Linked DNA regions of Mus musculus: region 1 is linked to region 2. Evidence: chromatin contacts called from public HiChIP or PLAC-seq data. All regions are on one chromosome and are shown on one strand. The core of a region is the stretch at or near the end of the contact, and the rest is flanking DNA. Distances in the headings are between cores, read along the strand shown.

Evidence for each region. HiChIP or PLAC-seq counts read pairs in DNA pulled down with a chosen protein or histone mark.
Region 1: a contact with region 2 is called in an H3K4me3 HiChIP or PLAC-seq map of bone marrow-derived macrophages, with 5 times the contacts expected there. The contact joins two enhancer-like sites. A contact is called at or near these places in 2 of 115 datasets of contacts at active chromatin or transcription factors (bone marrow-derived macrophages and pancreatic cancer cells).

What each region holds. Positions count from the first base shown.
Region 1 is chr10:68,104,117-68,106,816 of GRCm38.p6, reverse strand. The region is part of intron 8 of Arid5b (AT rich interactive domain 5B (MRF1-like)); the gene reads left to right. Among named protein-coding and RNA genes, the nearest start is that of Gm51770, 46 kb to the left of the region's middle. Within about 2 kb of position 1,441, at least 191 of the 459 cell types and tissues checked have an H3K27ac peak or open chromatin away from gene starts, as enhancers often do. A contact at or near this core is called in bone marrow-derived macrophages, where this site is marked.
Region 2 is chr10:67,316,850-67,319,549 of GRCm38.p6, reverse strand. No RefSeq gene overlaps it. Among named protein-coding and RNA genes, the nearest start is that of Gm46229, 14 kb to the right of the region's middle. Within about 2 kb of position 1,374, at least 33 of the 459 cell types and tissues checked have an H3K27ac peak or open chromatin away from gene starts, as enhancers often do. A contact at or near this core is called in bone marrow-derived macrophages, where this site is marked.

The DNA of each region.
Region 1 (2,700 bases), core at 192-2,691, 790 kb before region 2:
GTTTTTTTTCCCCTCTGCTGACAGGGAAGGGAGGGCGTGTCACTTAATAAATATGAGGGCCCTTTCTTCTTTTGTGCAAAGTGTAAATGACAAGGCCTGCGATATATATTTCTCTGATGCCAGCCTGCTGCTTTTGGTCTTGAGAAAGAGAGGCGAGGCCCCAGGGAGGATTGCAGACTTGGTAAATATAAAATTATCTACCTCAGTTTTTTTTAAAAAAATAATAATAATAAAAAGGGAGAGAGAGTTGGCGAGTTGCCAGATTCCTTACATTACAGTAATAGATTTGCTGACCCCTGGCTTCCGCTGTAGAGAAATGTATTGAATATTTTATAATATCAGACCGAGGCACATCTAAAAACCTAGTGTTCTGAGCGTCATTATTCAACTAGAGATTTAGCAATGCCACAGTTATTTTCCAGCAGGCAATTTCTTGTACGATGATAATTTGCCAGCTCAGACAGTAATAAATCAAGGTTATAATGTCATTGATTTGTTAATTTTAACTTGGGTAGATTTTTAAGTCTCCCTTATTTTTTTTTCTTTCTTTTAAAGGAAGAAGGACAAGGGGTGGGGGGAATCGTGTTTTCACAGTGACTGAATTTAATAAGGATCTCTGTGATAGCAAAAGGCTCCCCTACTGTTTCTGCTTTGAGGTGGAAAAATGTTATTCTTGTATTATTCCTGGGGAAAAAAATAAAATAAAATCTCATGCTGCTCCAAATCTTATGCCTAGGAAAAGCTGGGATTTTTTTCCCCCCTTAATATGTGATGGCTTACCTAGTTCACATCCATTAGTGACATCGTAAATAAGCAGTTTGCTAATCTGAAATAGGAAATCTGGACAAGAAGAAAGACCCATTTATCTCCACAGCCTTCCATCTCTAACCTCAATGCAGACGGGAGGTAGGGGTTTGGGGGGGATCTGGACAGATTTACTAATGAGTATATTTCTTCTCTTTCTCTCTGCTTCTACCCACCCAAGACTCAGCCTACATTCTTTTGAGTTGCAGCACAATGAAAATATTTCTTCTGTGTAATGGATACATTTTTCACGGTGGGGGTGGGGTCATACATGTTTGCTTTTCATCTATACCATCTCAAAGCTGATTAAAATCTTCTCTGCCCTACAAATATTTGAGAATCAATCCTCTGAGAGGCACAGGCATGTTACATTACACTATATCCTTTTATAGGATACAGGCCTACATGGCTTCCTGTATTGGACAACGCTGATCTGAGAGAACTCTAATCTGTTTTTAACGATGACATGTGTGCATGGAACATTGAAACGTTCAGAAACCGATCGTAGCTTTTGTCCTCTGGTGCTGTAGAGAAAAGTTCTAATAATCAGATGATAAAGATCACATCCTGTGGGGGTAATTGGGCTGCACCAGGACAAAACTTACAAAAAAAAAAAAAAAAAAAAGACACTCAAGGAAGTCACAAGCGGAAGTCGCTGTACGAAACAGGGCTTGTTTATGTACTGTGTGGGAATGTGCCCTGTTCCTCAAAGCTCGTATTTCAACTATTTTTCTGTTTCACTGCTGCCTTTCTTGTTTTATTTTGGGAGCCTTTCTCTCTCCTTCTGAGCAACTCTAATTATATTTCAATGATTTAGAAGTGGGGAAAAACCACTCACTTAGTTGACCTACACACACACACACATGCACGCACACTCTCTGGAAGCCTTGAACAAGCAGAGCTTGTATTTGGATTGAGTTTTACCCTTAGTCATGCCTCTTCCCAGATACAAGAAACATTTAATTCCTGATTTCCTGCCTTCTGGCTTCAGGCCTCTGACCAGTAAAGTAAAGATATATTTTGTACTATTGGAGGCTTGCCCGCTGCTAAGTTGAGTCAAAATGAGAAAAGATGATAGGGGGCGGGCGGGGGGTGGGGTGGGAATGAAAATACTGCCCAGCCTCATGAACTTGCAAAATTGTAAGATAACTTCCAGGGATCCCTGGGTGACTCCCCAACCTGTTCTCTGTGTTCCTTCCTCCTCCTCCTCCTTCTCCTCCTCCTCCTCAAGAAAGAGAGTCTCTCGTGATGTCACCATCTCCATTAGACAAGGGAGCCAGGGGGAGGGAGGCACCACAAATGGCAAACGTTGGAATACCAGGGCTTCTGAGCTCCTTGGTTCCCATGGTAACAAAACAAAAGCACAACAAACCTATCTGTCCCAACAATAAAATGTGTTTTCATTAAAATCAATTTAAAATATTTTTCCAGCTCAAAATATTCAATGCATTTTTGCTCCTGGTTGGGGAAAAAAAATCCCTTACTTTCTGATATTGAAAAGGGGATCAAGTCTCAGGCTGAACAATGCAGAAAAGAGAGGAATTGGTGTATGTTGGGGGCTGGGAGGGAGGAGTTGGTGACTTCAGAGATGAGACAAAATAGATTCAAGTATGAACAAGACTGCTTTTTTTCCTCTCTCTCTTCTGCCTAGTTATGCTTTTCATTATATAAACACGTACTATAATATTATGGTGGGAAGCAGGTATTTGGCAACCATATATTATTTTAGTAAGTCTACATGAAGAGAGCCGTTTCCAGTTTTAGCAGCTGTAACGTGTTTAAACTTGGGCTGTAATGGGATCTGAAGATAACTCTCCCCCATGGGTTGTGTTGATCTTCGTGACTGGCTGAGTGCCACACAGAGGCCTCCACAGTATTACCCATGCCTCTTTGCAC
Region 2 (2,700 bases), core at 125-2,624:
CCCACCATGCCTGATGGCCTGCTGCTATCACTCCCCAGGCAGCAAGCATATGGTGCAAGATAAGAACTGAGCCCCCCACCCCAAAGCTGTCCTTTGTCTTCCAGATAATGCATGTGTGCATGCACCTGCCCAGATGCACCCGCTAACCCCCACACACAAATAAATAAAAATATCTAAATAAAAAAAAGGAAGGAAGGAGAGAGAGAAGAGGGGTTATAGAGATGGCTTGGTGGCTTAGAGCACCTGCTGTCCCTGCAGGGGACCAGGTGATTCCCAACACTGTTCAGCTGACAAGTGTCTCTAACTCCAGTTCCAGGGGATCCGATGCCCTCTTCTGGTCTCTGTGTGCACTGAACACACAGGGCGAGCACACAAACGAGCATGCACATATGCACACACATAAATAAACTTTTCAAAGAATGACTAAGTAACTTAGGGTCGAGGAAGGGAGGGAGGGAGGAAGACACCAGGGTCCGCTTCTGATCTCCAGGTGTCCGTGCTCGGGTCAGCACACCTGCACACGCCTGCACGCGTGTGCTTATGTCTGCACAAATGAAGGCATAGTCTAATTAAACATAGAGTGCGAATAATGCTTCCATGAAGTAAAACCTGCCTCGGCTGTGGTAAGCGCCTCACCCACCCCAGCCACTTAGGACATTTCCTTTGCAACAGTGGGTGTCGGTGTCAGCCAACAGCACCGGCATCCTGCGCTGTAGGATGGAAAATGGGACCTGTATGAAAATGAGACTTTGCCTAGCAGGCTACTTTTTTAGTTACTTCTCTCTGTGGTGAGGTAAAATAGTCCTTCTCCCATTTTAATCAAGCCTACGATGAAGCAGAGAGTCAGGTTCCCTATAAGGAGAGACAAAGTCTTGTAGCCTGGCACTGCCATGTCATAAAACTAACTGTGGTTTTGGGGTGTCGGTCTACCACCAGCAGAGAGTAAATGGAGGGGGAAATCTCTGGCAGGGCTGCGTTCTGGATGAAGCTCTTTGCAGGTCGGTGAACTCAGCGAAGTGCCAGACTTCTGTGTAGGAAGGCCAGCAAACACCTCCCTGGCATAACTGGAGGTGTGTAACAAGGCCCTGCTGGCCATAAAATTGCTCTTCCCAAAAACCTACAGCGGTTTGGGCATCCTCTGCAAGATGCACCTTAGTCCAACGGTGGTTGCACCCCAGAGCACGCGCGCGCGCGCGCGCCACACACACACACACACACACACACACACACACACACACACACACGATGGAGCTGGCAAAGTAGTGAAAGGCAGAAAAAGAAGTATGATCACGGGAGGCCCTGTCAGTGAAGACGCTGTGGAAAATGAAGGCTTTGAGGATGGCACAGCTTAGAAGGGGAAGTGTGGGTTGGAGCGGGGAGAGGAGTCTCAAAACCCAGTGAGTGACTGGACTGGAGAGTGCCTTCGCCTTAAAGGGCCGGCTGCACAGGCGCCAGAACCTGAGCGCTGGCCCCTCCCCCTTCCTCCTGATCTGTATCCTGCTGAAGGAAACACTGAAAGTGGCTGATTCCTAGGAGACAGAAACTAAGGCTCTCTCCCCTTTGTGCTGGAGTCCCGGGAATGCACGACCTGCCATTATACTTAAAGTTTGTCCCACTAAATCCGCATCCAGTTCTTTTGCGAAATCGTGTGAGAACTGCTTCAGATATAAAGTCCTTCATGCAGAAAGAACATTGTCCTGGAAATGGTCAATATTTGGCAGTTTCGGTAAGTGGGTGGAAGATGCTGTCTGCACTATTTGGTCTAGGATGCAAAGCAAGCTCTTTGGGAGGAGCTGTCTGAGCCAGGTTTGCTGGCACACACCTGTAGGGAGACTGAGTTAGAGACTAGCCCAGGTTATACAGAAAGCCTTTATCTAAATAATAATTAATAATAATAAAGGCTCCATACATCAAACAAACCCCAAAACTGTCTCCTGTCTTCCAAATACAGAGTCCTGTGAACCTTCGCTTACCTACCTTTCTTCCTTCCTTCCTTCCTTCCTTTCTTTCTTTCTTTCTTTCTTTCTTTCTTTCTTTCTTTCTTTCTTTCTTTCTTTCTTTCTTTCTTTCTTTTTCTGAGACAGGGTTTCTCTGTGTAGCCCTGGCTGTCCTGGAACTCACTCTGTAGACCAGGCTGGCCTCGAACTCAGAAATCTGCCTGCCTCTGCTTCCCAAGTGCTGGGATTAAAGGCGTGCGCCACCACTGCCCAGCTCGCTTACATTTCTGAAAGCCATGGTGCCATCACAGAAGATGGCACACATGACTGTGAAATGAGGTAAGCAAGAAAGGACCCTTCAGATGTGTGCTGGCCTTGGAGGTGGAAAGTGGGCTCTCTAAATGAGTATGTTACATGTGTGTGCAAATCTGTGCGTGGGTGTATGTCATAAATTCATGTGCACATCTGTGTGCATGTGACATATGTTTATGCATAAACGTGTACACGTATCTCCAAGTTTTATACAATAAAAGGTCTAAATGGCTAAACAAAACACAAAACAAAAACAAAAACAAAACAAAAAACAAAAAACCCCAGCAGCAGCAGTAACAGCAGTAACACTCACACTGAGATCTTGAGATCTTGGATTCTCCGCAGAAGGGATGGGATAGGTGCAGACCTGGCTATAAGAAAGTGGTCGGGACAGCAAAGAAGACAGAGCGCCAACTCAGCTAGGCTGTTCTTGGCAAAAGCAAGTAAATAG